Linked DNA regions of Gossypium hirsutum: region 1 is linked to region 2. Evidence: chromatin contacts called from public Hi-C data. All regions are on one chromosome and are shown on one strand. The core of a region is the stretch at or near the end of the contact, and the rest is flanking DNA. Distances in the headings are between cores, read along the strand shown. Region 1 holds the start of LOC107910154 (nudix hydrolase 4). Region 2 has its middle 44 kb from the start of LOC107908423.

What was found. A called contact is a pair of places that touch in the nucleus more often than the background predicts.
Region 1: a contact with region 2 is called in a Hi-C map of leaf, with 1.7 times the contacts expected there. The contact joins the promoter of LOC107910154 here to the enhancer-like site in region 2. A contact is called at or near these places in 6 of 34 Hi-C or Micro-C datasets (cotyledon, fibers, hypocotyl and 2 more).

The regions. Positions count from the first base shown.
Region 1 is chrD02:41,908,602-41,914,454 of Gossypium_hirsutum_v2.1, forward strand. LOC107910154 (nudix hydrolase 4) reads left to right here and starts at 1,998. Exons shown (of 4, transcript XM_016837926.2): 1 at 1,998-2,399; 2 at 2,482-2,674; 3 at 2,766-2,894; 4 at 2,989-3,488. The coding sequence starts at 2,215. The coding sequence ends at 3,102.
Region 2 is chrD02:41,679,685-41,685,457 of Gossypium_hirsutum_v2.1, forward strand. No RefSeq gene overlaps it. Among protein-coding and RNA genes, the nearest start is that of LOC107908423, 44 kb to the left of the region's middle. Within about 2 kb of position 3,772, at least 8 of the 9 cell types and tissues checked have an H3K27ac peak or open chromatin away from gene starts, as enhancers often do. A contact at or near this core is called in cotyledon, fibers and leaf, where this site is marked.

The DNA of each region.
Region 1 (5,853 bases), core at 748-3,247, 230 kb after region 2:
TAAAATTTTAAATAATAGTATAAAATTTTAAAATTTGGAAGTTAATTTTGTAAGTAGAATCAATTAAAGGGTATTTTAGACTTTTATTTTTATTTTTTTCATTTTTCAATTATTTAAGATTTATCAAATATTAATTAATGACTCTGTCTAGTAGCTCAAGAGTCAAGAGCTATTACATAGCTTTGTTTTAGTTTTTCTTTCTCTACTGAAAAAATATTAATTAATGACTTGATAATGGGATGTAATTTTTTTATTTGTTATATTTGTATTATTTATCATATTAAAATAGATTTTGATATCTTATAACAATACATTTAAATTTAAAATTTGTTTGTAGTTTGAAAAGTTATTTGGTACTTCATTAAAGGTATAGAAAAAAAATATAAGAGAAAATATATGACCATATTTGAACTCTATTTACAATTTATTGATAGTGACCTCTATTTTTATATATTTATGTTGATTAATTCATTTTAATCCTTGCTTTTATTTATGAAATAATTAAATCAACATTGACTTAGGCTTTGATAAAATTGAAAAAGTTAAAAAAGTTTGAAAAATCAAATCTTGAATTTAAGTTATAAAATATGTTTGAAATATTATCTAAAATTAAATATTGAGTGGAGCTAGAATACTTGATAAATAATAATATAATATTAAAAATAAAATAAAAATAATTGAACATATTCTATATTACATAATGTTTTTTAAATTGGACATGTGGTCGAACTAGTTGTGTAACTGATTCACCGGTTTAATCGGTTCGATTGAAAAAAATTAAAAATTAAAAAATCCGGTTCAACTTGTCCAAACCTATTCTTGGGTTAACCAATTCAAAGCCTCGCTCCGGATCGATACCCTAATCCGGTTCAATTGGACCCAAACAATATTGATATTACGTGATAAGTAGGTCCGTATTTACTTATAAATTTCTACACTTTTTTTTACGAAAAAAGTTTATCAAATAATTTTCATGATAGGTTATCAAATGTGTTTAAGAAAAATAAATTAATGATAATATTAATTTTCAGTTAGATTTTTTTTCAATGGTTTATCTAACATGGCCTTAATTTAAGAAAAAAATTAATCTATTGAGCTTAGCTTAATTGACACCATCTTGAAAAACATGGACTTGAACTTGTTTAAGCGATTTTTTTTCGATTTAAAAGTTTAAAAGGGATTATGAGTAAAAATAAGCGTGGTAGAATTTAGAATTTATAATTCTTCTTTTATCTTATAAAAACATAGTTTCCATTTTGATACACTAGAAGGAGTTAGTATGTTGAAGTAATACAAATATAATTTGTTTGTTTTCGAAAGGATGACTCTATTTTTGTTGATGTTTTAATTAATTTTTAGATTTTCCATTGTGATTCCTAAAATGAATGAAACTGTATCTTGGAGCTAGTTTTACCATTTTGAAGTAAGATATCTATTTTTATAATTTTTAGAAATTCAATAATTAGAATCATTTTGATGTTTTAATCGTTTTTAGATTTTACCCACTTAAAAAGAGTAAAACTAAACTTTTAATGTTACTTATTTTATTCTTTTAAATATTCAAAAAATTATCTCACGATTACTTAAGTTTTTAAGTTTCACAATTAGATTTAAAATTTGGCAAATATATTATAAGATGTATTAAAAAATTAATTATATAAATAAATATAACACTTGTCACACCTTTAATCATTTATAGAATAATTACTTAAAATAAAAATAAAATTATGAAAATTCATTTTAATTTTATAACTAGGAGCCGAGCAATCGACATAGGATTGGTTGGATTATTATTAAGCAGTTAAGATTCGAGAGCTTTTCAAGGTTTTTTTGTCATCTTCTACTGATTGATTTATCTTGTAATAATTATAATGAGAAATAAAATAAATAAGAAAATTACATGCTTAACGTGTGAAGGATGATTTTTTTAATTAAAAAAACAATTTAGTGACTGTCTGAAATAAAAAACATGTCGTATGGTGCAGGCGCGTCGGTTTTAAAGAGGTTTCCTATCTCTTTCCTTTGTCTCAGTGCCAAACGCGGCTCTCTCTTGGTTGTTATCCACGCTCTTCATCAAATATCTATCTACAAATTGCAATCTCTATATGAGGAATAAATCTAAAACTCTGCAAAACCACAACGAAAGAAACCCATTTTCAAATTTTTTTTCTATTGCAAAATTTTCTGCTTTTTGTTTTGTCTGAAACTGAAACCATGGGAGGGATATCGGGGTTTCTTATGAAGTTTCCCTCATTGATCCACTTTTTGTTGTCTCTCCTGGAGAAAATCCCTGCGAGATTGCCTATGCCAATTGAGAAATTGGTTTCTCGTGTTTCATATCCTCGCACCGGCAGGCACTTGCAGCGCTATAATAACAGAGGCTTCCGCTTAGTTGTTGGGTAATCTTTTTCTTTCCTTCTCCTCTTTTGATTGGCTTGGTTGAATAGAAGGATTCTAATTATCAATATTTGGTTTGAGCAGGTGCATTCCCTACAGGTACAGGGAAAGCGAAGATGGCAAGTCAATTGAGGAAGCGATTGAAGTTCTTGTAATAAATGCACAAAATGGGAAAGGGATATTATTCCCCAAAGGGGGTTGGGAGAAAGATGAATCCATGGAAGAAGCAGCCATTAGAGAGACGGTTGAGGAAGCCGGTGTAGTTGGCGTCATCGAAGTTAGTAATCTACCATAGGCTTTTTCATTTCAAACTCTTGATTCCATTTCTTCCTGATTTTAACTGGATGGATGTATATGTATGTTTGCAGTGTAAATTAGGTAAATGGTGTTATAAGAGCAAAAGGCAAAGTATATACCATGAAGGCCACATGTTTGGTCTGCTTGTGAAGCAAGAGTTAGATGGATGGCCTGAGAAAAACATCCGAAAACGGGAATGGGTATGTATTTGGCTGCCATATATATGTATGTAAATGTTAATAATGAACTGAGTATGAAAGAACTGAACATGTGTTGTTATTGTTATGTATGTAGGTGACAGTGTCGAAAGCTAGAGAAGAATGCCCGCATTTGTGGATGATAGAAGCCTTAGAAGAGTTGGTTTGGCGACAAACGCAGGCAGGTGCGGCCCAAGGAGGAAGTAAATGAAGTAGCAACTATGGAGTTTTGTTGTTTGAATTTGTAGGGTTAGGAAAATAGATCATTGTAATTAAGAAGACATCAAAACGTTAGATTTCCAAACATTTGCTGGTTTTGTTCTGGTATTCATTTCAGTAGGTAGAAAATTTTTTCATTCATTCATTCATTTGATTTGGGGTTTGAATCCATACAAAAAGTATGATTCACATCAGAATTTAACCTCTGATCATCTAACTCTGGTTGGAGTTTGGTTAGGCCACGTGTTATTGATAAGGACATAGATTGAGCAACTGGCTTCACAAGTTATCCTCGGTTCGGGATTCAGCCACGTAGCCTTATTCCATTCATTCCCCTGTAATTTCTCCCAATTTATCATACACTTTATATTTTGTGTATGTGAGTCGTGTTATTAATGATTTCTATTAGGAATAATGTTATATTTAGTCCTCTAATTTTATATAAAAAATTCATTTTAATTTTAATTTAATTTTTCATCTCTTATTAGATGTTAAATTTATATTGTTTGTCAAATTACACTACACCAAAATGGATGGAAAAGTGAATAAAAGTTAATTTTGTTGACATGTCATTCGTTTGGGTTTGGGTTTGGGTTGCCATGTGGATCACATCAACAACTAATTTTTAAATTTTAAAAAATTCAAAAGTTACTTAAAACTATTTTTTAAAATTAATTAGACTGTCATGTGTATGTCACAATTTTAACAAATGTTAACGTTTCTATCTATTTTTTGTGATTTGATAAACAATGTAAATTTAATGGCTAAAAGAGATGAAAAATTTAAATAAAAAATTAAAATCACTTTTATTAAAGATTAAAAGGAAAACTTTTAATGTTTTTATACTTTCATTATTTCATAAATTTTTAATGTAATTTAAAGAAAAACTATAATTATCAATAGTTGTTACATTGTCATGATATATATCAATAGAACTATGATCTAGTGTCCCTTGATTTCTTTGATTATTAAATAGTAAAAATATTAATAATACATTTAGAGTGTGTTTTTGATTAAATAGAAAATTGAAGGGACGAGAAGAGAATGAAAAAATGAAAAAAAGAAAGAAAGAAATTTAAAGTATAATCATTTTCCATCTAAATGTATAAAAATCTATCATTCAATTCATTCCATTTTACTTTTCACTTAACCTTTCCTCTAATAGTTATGAAGATCAATTTAGACTATTCACATTTATATATAAAAGAACTAATAACGATAATCTTGGTTTGTGAAATAATTGATTAGATAATCTTCGCACTCTATATAGTTTTTAATATTATATTAAAATCGAATTAATATAATTATTAATCATTAAATGTATTTAGTTAATATTTTCTTTTTACATTTCATTCTTTTCCATTTTTAATTTTTCATAGTATTTATTTTTCTCAATTTCATTTTTTTTTTGTGTTCTCTACTTACATTCGCATAATTTTATTTAAAAAATTCACACTAATTAAAAATATTTTAAATGTTTTACATTATAATACATTAATCTATATCTAATATCTATATAATGTATATTTTCAATTTCTAAGGGTTTTATAGGAATGAATATCGCAAAAGTTGACTTTTCTTTTTTTAGTTTATTTATATGGTTATTTTAATTAGTAATATTTTTGTTGGGTTTTTGACTTGCCCGTTCATGTTATGTTAGAACGAGAATAGATTTTTATTTGAGCCATAGATGTTTTTCAGCCTCTTAGATATTTTATGTGTATGGCCTACAAATTTATGACATATTTGACAAAGCACCAGTTGATGTTCGGCTAGAACTCTAATTCCCCAATCGTCCCTATTGTTGACACTACGGAATTATTGGATAAAGATTGAATTCTTACCCTTTTCACTTAGTTGAATGAAGAATTAATTAAAAGATAATTATCATATTTTCTCAAGGGATTTTTAAAGTATTTATCTGTTGCTTAAAGGAGATTGTCTTGTTGGTATGTTGAGTTTATAGTTTGTTTTGTTGATTGCTGGTGAAAACTCTTGAGTGGAGTTAAGAGTTATTCTTGATGTATGTTGAGTGAATTGTTGTTCTTTATTGGGGCTGCATGAACTTGCCTTGTAAAGGTTATGGGCTTTTGCCGATAGAGATGAATTTTTACAATTATTTAATTTGGTAATTGAATGAAAGGATATCCTAAGTGAGGCTTTGCAGATGTAGGACAACTGTGTCTGAACTGCGTAAACAAATATTGGTTTTGCCATTTCTTCTTTCCATACCTTACTTCCTCCCACATTTTGTTTTCGTTCTATTTATCATTGTAACAAACTTTGTGTTCAGTAAAATTTTTCATTACTGTAAACTAATATTTTTCAATTGGTATTAGAATGTAGCTCTATAAGGTATTTGAAGATGATCTGGTGATAACTTTGCAGGTATGGAACCTATGAGAGAAGGAAGTTCAATATCTTGAGCTCCGCTTCTAGTAGGCTCATCAAATTACGCCTATTGAAAAATCCGTATGAAAACGTTCATTATGTCTATTAATACTGCAACTTAGGAGACAATTGAAGAAGGCGGGACTTGGCCAACAGTTACTCGAACAGATGAAACTAGTCGCCCAAAAGAAAAGGCATAATACACTACTAGAGAAAGCAGATTAGCTACTAAAAATTCAAAGGCGTTGAATGTTATTTTCAACGGTGTGGATATGGAGCAATTCAAGGTTATTTCAATCTGCAAGACTGCCAAGAAAGCTTGGACAATTCTTCAAAACCAACATGAAGGAAA
Region 2 (5,773 bases), core at 2,522-5,021:
TGGTTGGGAGTGGATTTTGAAGAATAAAAAATTGAAAAGGAGGGAAATAGTATGAGTATTTTGGAAAGAATGACAAGAGAGTGGAGGGAGAATAAGGGAGCCTGAAGAGAGCCATTTGGAGTTTGGGTACTATAAACAGTTGTTTTGTGTCATGAGGTTCTTTTTATTTATATATAGGATGGAAAAGTATGATAGTTCGGGCCGGGTTGGGCCCGGGCCAAAACCCAAAGCTCGACCCGTTTAGAAACTTCGTCTCAAATTTTATCCAAGTTCGTTTTTTGAGCCTATATTTTTGCCAAAACCCTCTCACTTTTCAGGCGAGCCTTTGAGACTAAACGGGTGGTTTGACCCATGATTAGGTTTTATGTATAACGTGATAATCATATATTTGAAATTGAGATCATACTGTCCATATTAATATGATGGTGCATATTTTTTATATATGGTTTGGATATGTACTATAATCTCGTGGTTTTATAAAATTTTGAAATATTGTAAAATTTGAAATTTACTTTGGAATTCTTGAATCAAAGATCTCGTGAGTATGAAAATAACAATATGAATGCTATTTGACCTATTTAAGTGATATACATGATTTTGATCATAGTTAGAAAATAATTGATAATATTATTGGTGAAGGGTGAATAGATGTGTGATTTTGTAGTCACTTAATTAGATAATTGATGGTCCTCTAATATGACTATATATGTTACACCCTTATATATGTAGCGTGTTAAGAAAAATAATGTTATTTGACTATGAATGGAAAAAATAAAAAATAAATAAATAAATTCATGCATTGACTTTGAAAAGAAGCTATGACAAATAGAAAATATGTTGTCTAGTTTCACCAAGAGATTTGAGGCCTCTTTACAACAATTTACTTGGTGAAAAAGACATGATGTATGGTTTTATATATTTTGTGATTGTTAAATTAGTTTCTTGGATATCAAGAAATAAATAAAGTAGCCAAATATGAAATCATCATGGTAAGAAAAGATAAAGTGATCATTGTAATTTGACAATAGTAGAAAAGATATCCTTGATAACATTATTTTGTGAAAGAATAGGTAATTGAACATAGTGGGGATGTTGGTCTTGTGAATTTTCAAGAAACAAATAAATATAAAGTTTTACCATGTGGTATAGATAATTAACACAGCTAAGTTGAAATTTTGAAATTTAGGGATGAGGTACAAGCCTATAATATTTGAGTCATTTATGATTGAAACTCAACTAACGCTTGGTATAACATCAAGTCTTAAGTTCAATGAGACAGGGTATATCAACAGTATGTGACTGCTAGCACTATAAAATAATATATAATAATCATCCCAAGGGAAAAAGTGCTAGGTACCCGTAATGGCAAGGAAAGCATGAGACTATTATACTTTTAATAGACCCATAACATAAATATGTTAGAGTGTTATAATTACGGGAACACTCTTGATGGGGTCTACCTATGTGAGTGGAAGCGTGGCCGCTTCTAGGAGCTCAGAGGCTTGGCTCTAACAACACTCATGAAAAGAGGTTACAGACGCACGGTCATAATAGTGTCCCTGAATACTGTGCATTGATTGGTGTTGAAATCATTGTATGAGATATGTTCGATTAGTCAAATGGAATAACTAGTTCAAAGCATAGTCTACCATGCAATTTTTATTAACTTTAATATGCTTTCACTAAGTGAAGGTTCAAACGTACGACACCTTCATTTATGCTATTAATTTTCAAGATTATCAAAATATAGAATACTTTCAAAATAGGGGGAGATTGTTGGAACATTTTAAAAAAATATATAATGTTCCAATAGTTGTAAATGAAAAGTTATAAATAACCAAAAGTTGTGTCATTTGGTTATTAACCAAAAGTTGTAACCATTTATAATGATGAGTTATGCCTCTTAAATTCAAAATTTATGTCACTTGATTATTAAAGAATAATCATAATTATTCAAGTAGATATCTATTGAATAATTATGTTTATTGCTAAAGATATGACTATCCATTTAAGTAGTTATGTCTCTATGAAGAGACATGAGGCTTCTTATAAATAGGAGTGAACTTTCATTTGTATGACACCCAAAAACATAGAAACAAAGTTTCTTTCTATTCTCCAACCATCTTTTATATTCCTAGATTGTTCTATAAAGAATTCTTTATAGAAATTGATATGGAGGTGAATAGAACCTTAAAGAAAATGACATTGTTACAGGCCTTGGATCCTTCAATAATTTCTCATAAGTTTATTTATATCCCTACACTCCAACATATTTAATTGATTTTGATATTTATAAATTTAAAATTTAATTATTGAAAAAAATAGAACTTTCAACAAGAGGGTAAACAAATTCATATTGCCAATTTTTAAAGCATTATTTTAGTTTCTACCACTTTTTCACTTGAATTCTTAATATTTTTTTACCCTGATTAATACCTTTTTAGGTGACAAAAACTAAAACAACTTAGAAGTTGGGTGACCAAACTGAGAGTGTGAACATGATGTGGCGTGTATAGTTAACCACTGTTAGAGATTTAACGGTTGGGTGACTAAAATAAAAATACCCTAAAAGTTAAGTAATGAAATTCTAATAATTTTATTTTAGGTGACCAACTAGATAGTTTACCCTAAAGTATTTGTAAAAGTAGCACCCATTTGGAGTTCAAAGCCTACAAACCACACCCCTGTTCGTTATCTAACAAATTGTAAACTACACTATTAGTCACTAAACTATGGATAAGGTTTTGTTTAGTTAACTAAAAGAGTTACACTTTGGTCACCGAAATATTCAAAAGTTTTCATTTAATTTACTAAACTATTCAAAAGTTTTTATTTAACTCACTAAGTTGTTAAGGTTTTTTTAAAAAAAGTTCTGCTAGTAAGCTCTAACCGACAATTTGACAATCCATGCAAAACTATTTGACAATTTGACAATTTGACAGTTAGTCTACGAGATTGAAGAAAAAAGTTGTTTAAGTTTTGGTTCGCATATTCATGATGTCCAAAACTATTTTATTGGATTTGAAAAAAAAATATGTATAGGAGAAAGGAGAAAAGAGCTTTTGATTGGTGCATGCACTGCAAACAAAGAAAGCCACATAGCATTGATTTTAACAGCCTAATGACTTAAATGAAAACTTTTGAATAATTGAATGAAAAAATTGTAACCATTTTTAGATAAGTGACCAAATCAAAAATTTATCTCTAATAGAATTACTAATGGTGTAGTTTACCCGATAACAAAAATGATATTGCACATCAGAAATAAGAATTATTAAAGATTTATAGTATTTTAGGTATAGACCAAAAGCAATTATTAAAGAAATCGGGCTACCTTAATGAAAATGACGAGACCAAGATTTTAGGGAAATAAGATTTGGGAATTAATGAACTGGTTAAAAAGGCTGGAATAATTTAGGCTCCAAATAAAACAAGGAGCACAAAGAAATGAGTTTCTATGGCTAAAGAGAAAGGGGTTGTAATTGCAAACGGATGGAAGCCCAACTTGAACATTCTAAAACCATCAAAGAAGGTTGAGGCATCCTCCTTGAGTCCAAAAAATAATCCATTTTATGATAGATTGAGAATGGACCCGATAGAATTGGATAGAGATTTGGAGCCCATTCACTTTCAAGCTATTAGCCCGATGTTGAAAGGAAAGAAAATTTTGGCAATTAGATTTATGGCTAAAGAAGGTATTTCAACTAGAAGTGAGGGACACAACTGCCATAGTATCTCAAAATCAAAACAAAGTATGGGGGTAAGGGAACTCATCGGCCATGAGAAGAGATCAGTGAAAAAGTGGGTGAAAATACAGAGTAGGAACCAATGGGCTTCAAGGGTGTCGATTTGTCACCACTTTCGGTGGCTCTAGCTATAGATGATATTTTACAAGGGTTGAGTAACGAGGTTGGGGATGACACCGCTATGGCCAGTGTTTGAGGAGAGGAGATCGGGAAGGAGGATGAAACTATTAAGGGTGTTGAGTTTATATGAGGGTTTCGATAACACTTTCATGGCCTACTATTTTGTGATGGTCTCTGATTTTAATTTAATGCTTTGGAATTGTCAAGGGTGTGGACACTCTCGATTCCATAAATTTTTAAAAGAATACAAGACAAAAGTTTGTCCAAACATTGTTTCTCTCTTTGAAACTAGAATTAGTGAGACCAAGGCTAACATTGTTATTTCAAAGCTGAGGTTTGAAAACTCATTCTGAGTCGAAACATTGGGTTTTGTGGGTGGTATTTTGATTTTCTGGAATGATAGGTGTTGAGGTAGTAAAAGCTCATCCTCAGTTTATACATATGCGTGTTCAGAAATTACGAAGCCACACTTTATTTCTCTGTTCTGTTGTTTATGTGAGTCCACTACTACGTACAATTACTCAGTTATAGGAAATTTTGGGTTAGAGTGTTGATAAGGTTGAAGATCCTTGGCTAGTGGTAGGGGATTTCAACACGATTTTGAGAAGTGATGAATGGAAAGGAGGTTTTGAGTCTCACAAAGTGGGTTGCAATCGATCCGGTTTGTTTGTTTTCTAGCATAGTTTTCACGATATAGGGTATTAAGGGTTGTATTTCATTTGGAGCAGAGGGAACCTATTTCAGAAGCTTGATCGAGGACCTTGTAATGATCTGTGGTAGCCTTTCACACTAAATTTAGTTGTAAGACATCTACATAAACTAAAATCTGATCACCATCTTATTTTCATTTTGACAAATAAGGCAAGAGCTGTCACATCCCAAAAATTGGGTTTGAAGAAATCAGGTTAGTGAAATCAAGAGTGGTTACATCTTGATTTGTGAGTTAAGATTGTGAAAATTGTGACAAGTAAAATAATCTAGTTCAGTGGTTTAGTGTTGTGATTATGTGTGAAAGGTCCTATGTTCAAATCCTGTCTCTTGGAATTTTGTTAGTTTTTAGCTCAATTCCTATTCCTAGTCTTCTGGCTTAAATCTTATTTCTGAGCAAGTTATGACAGAATGAGTTTATTGGATCAATGGTAAGGTGTTAGCTTACCTTAGGTCTTGTGTTCGACTCTCGTGTTGCGTGTGAGTGTAACATTTTGTCCTTGGCACTTGTTAGTTGTTGGGTTAAAGTTATTTTTCTAAAAAAATTTGTGAATAAATATCTGTTTATTTTTATTGATATTTTTAATTTTGTTCCAAAAATTCCCACTTTCACTCCATCGTTAACCATCCACTTTTCCCTATTTCCACACATTAATTTTGGTTTTATTCTTCCTTTTCTTCTTTTCTTCTTTATCTTTTCTTTTGTTCTTTTTGGTTCTCTTGAGATTGTTACTGACGTTCTTTGTTGGGTATTATTTCTTTACTGTCATTCCATTTGTTCCCTATGTTCGTGCGCGAGTTTTGTCTTTCCATTATGGTTCAAAACGGGGTATAAGTTTGTTTAATATCTTTTATGTTATTTTGAATTGAATTTATTTTTCGTGGTAAGATATGATTGGTTAGTATTTAGTCTTCTTGTTATGTAGTGCTTGACATTTTCGTGATTTTGTTTAGGTGAAGGGTGTGAGAAACAGGTTACATCAAAGGAGTGATTTCCGTTTTGGAAGCTGTTTCCGAGTGGTAAGTAATCGAACTTCACTTAGGGACTGAAATTTTGTTAAAGGAATATGATGTTGGATGATATTTTGTTGGTTAAGTGAGTTAATTGGATGAATTATATCATCAGGTGTGTGACTCAAACCTGAGTTATTACTCGATATTTAATAAATTCATGAAACTTAGGCTATTCTCGAAACTGC